2 separate regions of the Bombyx mori genome follow, and region 1 is linked to region 2. Evidence: chromatin contacts called from public Hi-C data. All regions are on one chromosome and are shown on one strand. The core of a region is the stretch at or near the end of the contact, and the rest is flanking DNA. Distances in the headings are between cores, read along the strand shown.

What was found. Hi-C and Micro-C count contacts between places; a contact is called where the count stands out from the background.
Region 1: a contact with region 2 is called in a Hi-C map of midgut, with 1.8 times the contacts expected there. The contact joins the enhancer-like site here to the promoter of LOC101742406 in region 2. A contact is called at or near these places in 4 of 7 Hi-C or Micro-C datasets (midgut, posterior silk gland and whole pupa).

Annotation. Positions count from the first base shown.
Region 1 is chr21:9,193,629-9,200,794 of ASM3026992v2, reverse strand. LOC101739746 (tyrosine-protein kinase CSK) reads right to left here. Exons shown (of 17, transcript XM_062674724.1): 15 at 6,598-6,684; 16 at 5,427-5,606; 17 at 2,382-4,269. The coding sequence ends at 4,267. LOC101739884 (DET1 homolog) reads left to right here. Exons shown (of 9, transcript XM_062674729.1): 5 at 1-294; 6 at 589-760; 7 at 1,112-1,188; 8 at 1,617-1,716; 9 at 1,813-2,394. Among protein-coding and RNA genes, the nearest start is that of LOC101739884, 9.1 kb to the left of the region's middle. Within about 2 kb of position 5,479, at least 3 of the 8 cell types and tissues checked have open chromatin away from gene starts, as enhancers often do.
Region 2 is chr21:9,144,165-9,150,510 of ASM3026992v2, reverse strand. LOC101742406 (ADAM 17-like protease) reads left to right here and starts at 2,743. Exons shown (of 18, transcript XM_012693339.4): 1 at 2,743-2,897; 2 at 3,038-3,127; 3 at 3,195-3,434; 4 at 4,045-4,166; 5 at 4,669-4,804; 6 at 5,267-5,541; 7 at 5,619-5,678; 8 at 5,763-5,897. The coding sequence starts at 3,076. It overlaps LOC134200863 (a long non-coding RNA gene), which reads right to left and starts at 1,186. Exons shown (of 2, transcript XR_009975954.1): 1 at 1-1,186.

The sequences.
Region 1 (7,166 bases), core at 4,230-6,729, 48 kb before region 2:
GTTTTAACACTTGAAATTCATACATCATTAGACCATAGAAGTGTTAAAATAAATACATACTTTTCTCTATGTTGCATGCAATTTACAAACTTAAAATGTCATATTATATCAATTAGACAACACTTGTACAATAATAACCTATACATAACATAACCGATAATAAAAATGGTTTAATTAACTAATATGACAAAATAAATACAAATGCTTCAGTACAAAGTAACAATAAAATGCAGTTTCAACCATTGATGCCGTGTAATGCGCCACATTTCGCACCGCCTAGCTCAAACTTGCCACGTAAGATAAAAATAATTGTGTGTTTTTAGATAAAAAAAATGAAAAATTCGGCTATGCGAATCTGGCCTTCCTATACTCAGCATTCGTAGTACATATAACTTTATTTTCCAGCTTGACCAATCTAAGATTACCAAATAATATTGACTATGCTATTGTTGTAGTCTGCTGACAGCCTGACCAAACAATATTTATACATGTAATGGCTTTATTCCCCGGCTCACGGTATAATACTAAAAAGAGAAAGATTCAAAAACTATTTTGTATCTTCAAATTTATTCATGCTGCTTTTTTTAGATAATATAATAGGGGAAGGCGATGTCGTTGCCATAGTGTCTTCAGGGGGTGTTCTTCAGTATTTCTTCACACCAGTCACCCACGGTATACACTGTCCAACCAACGCACCTTATGGGTTACCTTATTGGAATGCAAATAAACCCCTGTGGTTCGTACGCAGTATTGGGGATCCGTAAGTCAATTAATTTTGGTATTTACGTTTTTGTCATTGCTTTCGATAGGCAGACGATTGTAGTAATGGACGGGCGTATTGTGAGCTCGGATGAGTAGGTACCATCATACTAAGTATCCAATTAGTATAATAATTATAAAAAATTACTAATTGGTGGGTGGTGAGTTCGTTCAATTATCTAATGCAACAAAAAACGTTTAATGCCGTTTCGGAGGGCCGTATTATTATTTAATTACGAAGAAGTAAAAAAAAAAACATGATTACTGGAGGCCGTAGATGATAGCACGACTACTTCTGACTTACTTCCACTATCTGTCTTGAGACATGAAGTCAGTCTCGGTTGCATTTCAGTTTCTCTGTCACATCCTTCAAATGAACAACACGTAGCTGTTTGGCCATACACGTATGGTGCATGGTGGTACGCACAGGTGAGTGGGCTCACAATTCGCCCTAACCTTTGCATTAGACGCCTTCAGCTCTAACACTAGGAGCAGGCTTGGGACCCCGGTAACTACTCGTGGAACTCGAGAATGAGTTCGACGTGCAACCTAAGCCATTTATTAGCCCGCTGAGTTTCTTGCCAGATCTTCTCAGCGGGTCGCGATTCTGATCCGGTTGTAGATTATTTCGCGAAGCAGCTGCTTTGGAGTTGTTAGGTCTCCTTCGGAGGCGCTCGGGCAGTTGTTAGTAAATTCCACCCCTCCTGGCTGAGCATTTAGCTCGCTCACCTACCCTGGTGAAACTGGAAAGGCCTCAGGGCCACCAGTAATCACACAAAAAAAACAATATGCCCTATTGCCAATCAATTGTAAGTATAGTATTTATTAACACATTAATAATATATTTTTTTGTTTAGATTTCATATCCAACCATATCCTAATTCGCCAGAAGGCGTTATTTTTAATCGATACAATATTATATCGGATAGTCAACCCGTCCAACCATTTGATTTAAAGGTGAGAAATGTGAAATATTATATTAATTAAACATATTCGAATCGATTCAATTATAGAATATACCGATATCTCGTCTGTGTACTCCATTGTTTGCAGTTTCACAATGATCGTTGGACGTCAACGACTGATTTACATTATTTTTATCCGTCGATACGTCAATACAATTGGTTTCCAAGTGGATTAAGCAAAGGCAGTGCAGCAGTTCAAGTGGAAATGCCAAGTTTAACCAACAATGTATGTCATTACGAGATTGTTTGTAACTGTGGAGTCAAAAGAACAAAATTAAATTGTAATTGTCGTGATGACGCAAGTGCTATGTCTATTGATGAGACAGTTTCGAAACCTGCAGCAAAAACTCATAAGAATGAAACTAATGAGCCCTCTTCATTGACCGTTATTAAAAGAAACGTTATTTGTGAATGTAACAAGTCTGACATAGCTGAAAGATCGGCCTCAACATATTCTGAACAAGCCGCTGTCGGAAGTCAAACGCCAACTAAGCCTAAAAACAAAAGTACTTCTATTAAGAAAACTAAAAACGAAAAGACGTGTCCGAAACGCCGCTACAAGGGACGGGCTCCCTCTAAATCATATGATACGACTAGTGACAGTTCCCAAAGCTGCAACTGCAATAGTGAAACCGAATAAAATTCAATAAAAAACTGTTATTTTAGTGAATATTTTATATTTTGTTATAGTACAGTTTATTCTTTATTATTACAAATATTTGTGTATTTACAGTAGGTACATCGAGTTAACAAAACTATACTTTTGGATTTTTTTAAAATATTTTCGTGATAAAATATTCTGTTTGTAGGTATTTTTTACAAAGTGATATACTATAGTTAAAGGAAAAAAAAGTATATTGGAATAGATATCAACTGACATAACATATCTGAATACTATTGGTATCTTGAAGCATATGAATACAATCGACATCACAAATATTTCGTAAAAACAATTTAACACTTATACCTAGTATTGCATAAGAATATGAACGGACTTTCCCCCCATAACAATGTAGTCTTTAAACAAAGTCTCATTTTCATAAAAATGCGTGTTGCCCTAGTAAAAGAAAGTTAAATTCAATATTATAAAATTTAATCAAAAAAAATTATGTACATATAAATAGTAAAGACAATAATAAAACAAGTTTAATTAACACTACATTTGGACTTTGACACAACTTTGTGAGATTCAAGATAAATTTTATAGTAAGACTGTCGTACAGGAATTGCATTACTTTACCACAAGTGTTGCTTCAGTTTAAAACTATATCATCTCTTGCACTGTATTTTTTGATACAAAATCGGTTAAACAATCAAATTTAAAATAGTAAACTTTAATCACCTTAAAACTACGATATTTAATTCACTTTATATAATATCGTAATTTGCAATATATTCCTGAATTTTACTACCACACAACCATCACTAAGCTTTATGTATCCTAATGCACCTTACTTCTAGCACTTATCTTTTAGCACGTCGTGCAAAAACCAATTTCTCATATTATTATAATTAAAATTACATAATTCTTTATATTTAGTAAAATGCACGGATTTTGTGTTCTATTATTATATTTATGTCTGACAAACACTCAATTGAAAATATATTTTTTATTCATTACAATATTTAAATATCATTCTAGATATTGAAATAGCAGGTTTTATGTAAAATAAATAGGAAATATTTTGAAATTGAGTTAAGTATGAAAAATACATTGTTATTTTGAGTATACAATAATCCATGCTTTAATTCGAGGGCATACTTTTAAGCTGTTTATTCACAACCCAGGTAATTAAAAAAATAAAGGATTTTAGGACACACTGATTATATTTTAATTCATATCAAGAGTCATCCTCAGCCTTATAAACGAAGTTCGTGCTGTAATGTGCAATATTTACCATTTCTGCGTAATTCAGTCACCTTATAAATTTATATGCTACTATGATACAAACAATATTACAAACAATACATTGACTAGACAGTACCATAGTACCGACAAGCGATACGACCTTATGGCCACTATTGGGTGGAATTTTCATGAAAAAATAGTATTAATATAGGTTATTTTAGGCCTTAAATACACAGATTTAGAGCTCTTAGTGGAATAGCCTCGTTTTTGAACTCACAAGATTAGCGGGTAACGACTATGAATATAGTTATGTATTTTGTTATGTTTATCTGTAACAATTAGTTTTCAACTAAATCAATAGGGCGCGCTTTATGTCGCATAGTTTAGAAATCTGTGTAGATCATATATTTTAAAAGCACAATAATCAGGACCACCACTAAAAAACTCCTTTAAAGATAACTGACATTTATTTTAAACATTCATCCTTAAACCATAGAACACACCCATTATTATTATTATTATATTACCCTAACTAAAGCCCCTTAGGAGACAGGGCGCTTTAGTAAAATAATTTAGTACTTACAATTTTTCACATGTAGAACACGATTTGAAAAAAATATCAATGTGTTAGAAATTACAGGTAATTTTTCTTTATATTTTAAGTAGTTCCGTTCCCCACAAGTTGAGCGTCCTTCACTGAAACAGAACGAAATATTTTTTGAAACAAGATAAATAGAACATATTATACAGGGTGTCCCGGAAGGTAACAATAACCTGGCATCGGATAAAGACCCCCTTATGATGAGCTAATCAAATTAAAAAAGAGCATTCTAACCACAGTAATAATCAAGTACCAACAATTTTATTGAAGTAAAATATAATAGTACACAAAATACTGTTCTACTCCGCGCAGTGTCGCCAGCAGGAGCCGGTGCACTGGTGGTAGAACCTCCTGTGAGTCCGCACGGTTAGGTACCATCACCCCGCCTATTTCAGCCGTGAAGCAGTAATGCGTTTCGGTTTGAAAGGCGGTGCAGCCGTTGTAACTATCTTGAGACCTTAGAGAACTTATATCTCAAGGTGGGTGGCGCATTTACGTTGTAGATGTTTATGGTCTCCAGTAACCACTTAACATCAGGTGGGCTGTGAGCTCGTCCACACATCTAAGAAAAAAAAAACTTGGATGATGTCACGAATGATCTAGGGAAGTGTAGGGCGTACCCCTTATCCGACCGCGACGGGGCAACGAAAAGCCGACGTCGCCCAAAACGTCTTATCGGATCCCCGGATTCCATATAATAAAATAATATATAATAATATTTGGTAGGCAGCGACTTGGCTTTGCCCCCGGCATTACTGACGTCCATGAGCGACGGTGATCACTTACCATCAGGTGGGCCGTACGCTCGCCTGTCTACAAAAGCAATAAAAAAAAAATCACTCTCGGTGTTTTAGGCCTCTCAAGCACCGGTCACCGTTCTCGTCGAACTCGTCGATTACTATGATGAGTTTGACAAGCGAACTAACCCATAGACACAGCCCACTGAGTTTCTCGCCGAATCTTCTCAGTGGGTCGTGATTCCGACCCTGTGGTAGATTCTGCTAAGCACTACTGCTAGGGCTACTGTTAGTAAGCTCTCAGGTTGAACTCCTGAGTTCACCTACACGTCCGGGTGTAGCTGGAATACCCTCTTAGGCTACCAGCGAATCATCATCATCATCAGCCTGTATCTCTTCACTGCTGGATGTAGGCCTCTCCCATAGTCTGCTACAATGAACGATCCTCCGCCTTCCGCATACAATGTTTCCCAGGATATCGCCGCAAGTCATCGGTAGGGGAGGCTAGGGCGTACCTGCGCGGGCGTGTGGTCGCGTATGTCGGCGAGGTTGCGGCGCATGTGCAGGAAGGTGGGTCGCGAGGCGGGGTCGGCGTGCCAGGCGGCGCGCATGAGCTCGTAGGGGCCGGGCGGACACCCCTCCGGCGCCTCCATGCGGTAGCCGCGCTCCACGTGCCGCACCACCTCCGCCAGCGGCTGCACAACACACAAAGTATTCAAGCTGATTTTACAATCTTTTTAAAAAAAAAATACAACAAAGATTTAACTGCCGTGAAAAAATATTTATATGCGACACAGAACAAAATCTATACATATAAATAAAATTAGAGTGTCTGTTTGTAATATTGAAATAACCGCTTTTTACTAAATGCATATGAATATATCGGTACATACACCAAAATAACATTTTTTACAAATTTTGTCTGTCTGTTTGTTTCGGCTAATCTCTGGAACGGCTAGACCGATTTTGATGAGACTTTCACTAATAGGTTATATCCTCGGCTACTTTTTTTAGACTAGCTTCGCCCCGCGGCGTCCCCTGCAGTTATTGTCGTACCGCGCGTAAGATGGAGGGACTCGCCTATCAATAATAAAATTTAATGTTTCCGAAGCGAAGCGAGGGCGGGTCGCTAGTTTATAATAATATAAAAATAAAATTGTATTTAAGCTGAATTATTTTTATTTGACTGTCGACTTTAATTGATTTCTACAAATTCCACCACTTTTGAGATAATTGAGATTTCGATAGCATGTCATCTTAATATGGGCGACTTTCACATTTTAATGTATGTGGGTCTTTAACCACTTTACACCAGTTAGGCCACTCAGGTAGATAGCCGTCATCCGTCGATATTAAGAAAAGTATCTGTATTTCGACTGACGTTAATCAGACATAAGGCTCACCGTGAGCAATAGAGCATAAAATAAATATTATAGACGTGCGTCAGCTTATTAATCAGTTGAATTGAGAATGATCTGTATAAATACTTTTTTATTATTTTGAAAGGATGAGTCAACCTAGTGGTTTATGCTGAGCGTGGCTCGTGGACATCACCAATATTAGGGGAACACTCAAGCCACTGCCTACCGTCTACTATTTATAAAGTTCCCTTGAAGAAAGACATCATTTAATAAACACGTAGGGTCATTGTACAGTGTACACCATTAAAATAAAGTAATAACTTACAATTCTAGGATAAGGTACTCTTCCAAACGAGTAAATTTCCCATAATAAAATTCCAAAACTCCACATATCCGACTTGTTTGAGAATTTCTGCAACAAAAGTACATTTTTATTAAATTTTGGTGTTTTGGAAGTAATCGTGGCCTAAAGGATAAGACGCTCAGCGCATTCGTATCAAACGATGCGATTCTGCCGGCGTTAGAATCCCGTAGATGGCAGACGAATTTTTCTGATGAAATACGTACATAACAAATGTTCACGAAGGTCTTCCACGGTAATGAATAAAACATCACGTAATAAACTTCGTATTTGCGTAATTAATAGCGGCAGGACGTTTTGTGGGCCCCGCACGGGTGGCTAAATTTACGTTACGTTTGATGTCAATGGGCTCCGGCCACTACTTAACACCAGGTGAGCGATACGCTTGTCTATACAACTTAACAATAAAAAAAGAAGAATCGCTAACTTGTGGATTTATTGTTTGCTTGTGTTCTCTGTATAAATTCAAAGTATAAACCATGCCACTCTGTGTAATGGCATGGTTTATACTGTGGGGCTGAGACGCACAGATG
Region 2 (6,346 bases), core at 1,494-3,993:
AAATCGTTGGTGGTAGGGCGTTTGATTAACCCGCAAGACCACCATTCCGCCCATTTCTACCGCGAAGCAGTAATGCGTTGCAATTTGAAGAATGGGGCAGCCGTTTTGGTATACAGTTGAAACTCAGACCTCGTTTCTAAAGGTGGGGGCGGCATTCACGTTGTAAGGTCTATACCACTTAACACTAGATGGGTTGTGAGCTTATGTACTTACTTAATTGTTAATGAAATTAATAAATTAGGCTATAATTTTGATCCATTCTTTTTTAAAATAGGTTCGTAACGTAAACAACTATCTGATTACAAATTATCAAACGATTACAAAAAAAAATGTTATCAGTGTTTGACATGACACAATTACATTTTTATAGCTATTATTCAAAATAAAGCAAAAATTATTATTAGATCACTTATTTTTAGTAACGCTTCATCGAAAAGAACAGAATTAGCAGTTCTCACTTGGTGTTTCAAACGTGAATTCCACTTAAACATTTTGAAATGTTTATATGTAACGCGCTTTTATAAATTCATTTGCCGGTTTGTTCAGCAAAAAAAAAAAAGTAATGTGGCTTTTTAGTGCCAATTATTGCTACCCGATTGCGACTGGCGCTAGTTGTATGACAGAAAACTGCAGTAAGCGGTAAGCGAACAATCGCGGTACGTGATACGAAATAATTTGACGTTTTGCGATCGGTCGCGACGCGTCTGCACAACATCTGCAAAATTGTGGCTGTCGCAAATTTTTACGTGATCAGGGGGCGGGTCGCGATTCTCATCCGGTAGTAGATTCATTCGAAAAGCAGCTACTCTGAAGTTGTTAGGTCTCCTTCGGAGGCAGCTGTTAGCAAATCCCACCTCTCCTGGCTGAGCCTTTGCTGCCCCACCTGTCCTGGTGAAACTTTCATTTCGTTTCATGGTTTGAGATTTTTGACTGAATTTTTTTTCAAATGGTACGAGGTTCTTTCTTCTTTTAAAAAATGTGCAACATTCGATTATTGACTTTCAGTTGTCTTTTTTATTTAGCTTAGAAACTAAGAAAGCTAGGAAAGATGGATACTTCGAAAATTCAATTCCAGTCATTCCAACACGGAACTAACGCTGCAATATCAATGTTGCGTTTGGAGAGGTGACTGCTAATGAACGCACCGTGCGATTTTTTCATAATGGAAATTTTGAGTTGAAGAACAAACCACGTAAATGACATTGAATTGAAAGAGATATCAAAATTTTTTTTAGTCTTATCAAGATTGCTCAATATAATTAATTAATTCTACTGATTAATAATTTTCTATTTAATTGATAATTCAACAAATTCAATTCATCCATTATTTGTGAATTATAATTCTGGCACTTTTGGTAAAAAATAATAATCAAAATGATTTAATCAATTTATTTCCTTGAACATTTCAAATAATAATCGATTTTTCCGTTTTCTGGAATTAAAGAAATTTAATTAGTTTTTTTTATGTAATATCATTATGAGTCACCCTTAGTGCAAAATTTATAATTGTTACAAAAAAACAAATATTTATTTATGTTTTTGAAATATATAACATAAGATAAAGTTTCTGTAATAAATTAGTTACCTTAATTTAGAAAAATAAAATATATAACCTATAAATTTAGGTAAAATTCCAGTATTGGGGCGGATTTTTTTCCGGTGCCCAGGGAGCGGCATTAAGTTTAAGTCCGGCCCTGGGCTGACCCCAGATCAAACACCGCAACAGTGTCCTAAAGCAAAGCTTACCAATAAAAAGGTAACGGTAACTGTTTGGTGGTTTCAGCATGGTGTTATTCACCATAGCTTTCTCCGATTTGATTAAGCAATAACTGCAGATGTCTACTGTGCCGAACTTCAAACAATGTTTTTTTTTTATTGCCCTTGTAGGCAGACGAGCATACGGCCCACTTGATGGTAAGTGGTTACCGTCGCCCATGGACTTCAGCAATGCCAGGGGCAGAGCCAAGCCGCTGCTTACCGCTTAACTAACTCTCCACAAGCCTCTTTTGAAGAAGGACATGTCATAGCGCTCGGGAAACATCCTGGAGGGGAGCTCATTCCATAGCCGGATGGTGCGTGGCAAAAACTTGCAAAAACTTGATTGCAAAACTTGCAGTGAAATAGCCCCGACTCATGAATCGATCTTCACCATTATTGTTCCATGATAACGCGAGATCTCATACAGCACGAGAAACCGTTTTAGCTCTACAGGAACTGCAATTAGAAACCATTCGCCAGACCTACCATTTGTTTTCGTGTTTTGGACAATTTTCTACGTACTAAAAAGTTTTCTTCCCAGGCGGCAGTACAAAATGCTTTCACACAGTTTGTAGAATCATGGGCCGTTTTCCAATTACAGCACAAGAGCGCATTATGCGGCATAATGCTCAATTAACCATTACCTAATGGTAGTTTTCCAATTACAGAGCATAATGCGACTCAGTGACGCAGAATGCCGAATTATGCTGAAGCTTAGTTGAGCATTATGCCGCATAATGCGCTCTTGTGCTGTAATTGGAAAACGGCCTAGATCACCAGAGTTCTATCGCAAAGGTATAAATGACCTTCCTACTAGATTGCAGCAATGTATAGATAATAATAGTTGATATTTTGATTCAATAAATGTTAAATGAAAAAAAAGAACGAATTTCAATTTTTCAGTACAAACTACAAATCGGCATTTTCATACTTTAACCCCTAATATGATTTTTCATATAAAAAGGTTTTCATTAAAATTAAAGTAACACTTGACCTAAAGGTCTTAGTTACCTAGTCATAAAATTCCTTAAAAAAATGTGAAATGCTTTAAAATCTTCAAAAAAGAAAACAAAATAGAATAAACTTTGAATTCAAGAATAAAAAAATATTTGTACAAATATTGTGGTTATATCTACCAAGTAAGTCGATAGGTACCTATTTAAGTTAAGATCACAAATTATAAAAGTAATAGTAAAATTATTTACATATTTTACAGTGATTGATATAATACAAATATTGAGAAGTTTTATATTAAAAATACATTATTATTTTGTTACAGACATATGTTTAAAGAACTTTAAAATATACGACAAAACAATGAAGATATTCGTACTACCTGTATTAACAATTTTGTTTGTTTTAGGACATTGTGAGTATTGTTGAAATTTCGTAAAATTTATAAACATTTACGTTACTAATTTCTGATTTTTTTTAAGGTTCTATACACCATAATTTGAAATATTTTGAGACAATACACGCGTCGAGTTTGTCCCATAGTATTGTCAAGCGTGGTGCAAAACTTTCTAATCATCCCTATAATACGATAAAGGAGGTTCGCTTCAAGACCTTGGGAAAAGACTTTCGATTGATATTACACCCTCAGAGTTCTGTTTTGCATTCCAATTTTAAAGCCTACTCTGTTGATGCTGATGGTAAAGAGACTACTGTGCATGTTGGTAAGTGCATGTTTCAAACAATTATAAGTTAGTAGCTGCATTGGAGAGACCTATGTGAAGCAGTGGACAGTAGACAGGTTGAAATGATGATGATGATGAAGTTACATTTCATTACTATTAATTTAATAACATACTACTTGCAAATGAACATATGCAAAGTAAGTCAAGAGTCAAATGAAAATACATTTAATTAGTGATTTTTTTGGTGACATCATTTTATCATATTTTGAATATATAATTTAGAATTTTGTAATATATAATAAGATTTTTCCTTGTAAGCATACTAAAGTATACATAATTTTTTTTTTATTGCCTTTGTAGGTAGACGAGCATACGGCCCACCTGATGGTGAGTGGTTACCGTCGCCCATGGACTTCAGCAATGCCAAGGGCAGAGCCAAGCCGCTGCCTACTAGTACATAATTATAATAAACATACAAATAGATATACTGTTCACACTACATTTTCTTTTGAACATATAATGATGAATGTAGGTCTTATTGCCATCACAGTAAATTTTTGTTGAAGAATATTTGATATGGCAGAAAAGACTTATAATATTTACTTCAGTACTAATAATGAGTTATTAACAACAAAAAAATTGTTTTAAGATCGTGAGAATTTCTTCACTGGCAGAGTATTTGGAGAAACAAAATCAGATGTTAAGTTACATATGGAAGATGGTGTAATGACAGGAATCATACATACACCTGATGAAACATATCATGTGGAGGTAAATATCTCTAAAAATCAGATATCTATGTGGGTGTGGGTCTAAATGAAATCACTCTTTTCTAGGGTTTCACAATACTTTTTATTTAATTCTTAGAGAGCACTTTGAACACGTCTTACTCCTAATGGCGGCGTCGTGCGAGAGAGCGAACTAGAGCTACATCCGTCCCTTTCACACATCATGCGTTCAGAATCTTTCACTCGTTCAGAAATGTTTTACAATAATTAGAAATGTTAGTAATAATTAAATAATTAAATCCTACAACTATATATATTTTTTATTGCCCTTGTCGTAAGACGAACATACGGCCCACTTGATGGTGAGTGGTTACCGTCGCCCATGGACTTCAGCAATGCCAGGGGCAGAGCCAAGCCGCTGCCTACCGTACATATACTTACTACTACATAACTTAAGTGTCTTAAGTTTAGAGATTGCATAAGAATTTTCAGTAAATAACCTTTCAATATAATGGCTTATTTCATGTTAAACTTTTTAATTTTAGCCGTCCTGGCGACATCTGCCTGATTTAGATGGGAAGAGCATGATCACTTATCGTTCTTCTGATATTCGGTACAGTTGGGCTGGTGATGCAATTCCCAACAAACCACGGGTTTGTGGTTATGTTAAAGAGGGAAAAGGTAAAAAAATTGTAGTCATTGTTAGTTTTATCACGTGATCATTTCTTGCAAAGTAAAGTCTATGTATACTCTCATATAAAGAAATTACTTCTACGCCATAGAGTTGCCTGTTTTTTTCCTAAAATCCAATCACAACAATTTTTTCACTATAAAAAAGAACCTATCCATCTAATTTTAACTGAATACTAGTATTTTGAAATGTTACTAGCTTATATTATTGAACACAACTATTCTGTCTGTTTGTGACATAAAGTGATGGTAAATTCCTTTGAAGTTTGATCAGTTATATTTCCAATGTAATTGTAAATTTAACCTTTAGTTTAAAATTAATAGGTAGATCCATGTCAAGGCTTTTTTATTACTTCCATGATACTTTTATGTCTTAGTCGACACCAGTTACACTATTGATATGTTGGCTGCTCTACAGAATAAATAAAAATTATAATATTTTATTTTATTCAGAATTGGAAGACGACAGTGATGATGTACAAGAAGAATATGATATCGAATTGAAGCATGAACAGCTTGAAAAAGAAAAGTATTTGGACCAAACAAACTCATACCATCCAGCTAATGAAGCTGACACAAGTAATGATGGTCCTAAAAAGAGGACTAAGAGACAGAGTGATTATGAATATACACCAACAAAAACAAGATGTCCCCTATTACTTGTGGCTGACTATAGATTCTTTCAAGAAATGGGAGCTAGCAACACCAAAACTACCATTAGTTATTTGGTAACATACTAAATGAAACGTGTAATTTTAGATAGAAAATTTTAGTAAATTACTCAATGCAAGTTTATATTTTACAGATAAGTCTAATTGATCGTGTGCATAAAATTTATAATGATACTCTGTGGCAGGATAGGCAGGTAAGTTTTCAATTGATGCTGTTTTTGTTCCTCATCAAATCTCAACTTATTTCAACACAACATTTTCAAATTTATTGTCTTTAGGATATGGATGGATTTAAAGGCATGGGGTTTGTAATTAAAAAGATATTGGTACATTCTGAACCTACACGAGTCCGAGGAGGAGAGGCTCATTATAATATGGTGCGTGAGAAATGGGATGTTCGGAATTTGCTTGAGGTAAAGTGTCATTCACGTTATATTAATTAAATTTTTAAATTAATTACTTCACATTTTATCTCAGGATTCTCATTCCATTTTATAAATGATTTTTTCAAGATAAATGATTTAAAGCTACATTTTAGAAATATATTTTCTGATATTACCAACATGTGGTTGTTTTCAAAAGGCATTACATTTTGAAGTCGTCGTGGCCTAAAGGACAAGACGTCCGGTGCATTCGTATATAGCGATGCAACGGTGTTCGAATCCCGCAGGCGGGTACCAATTTTTCTAATGAAATACGTACTTAACAATTGTTCACGATTGACTTCCACAGTGAAGGAATAACATCGTGTAATAAAAATCAAACCCGCAAAATTATAATTTGCGTAATTACTGGTGGTAGGACCTCTTGTGAGCCCGCACGGGTAGGTACCACCGCCCCGCCTATTTCTGCCGTGAAGCAG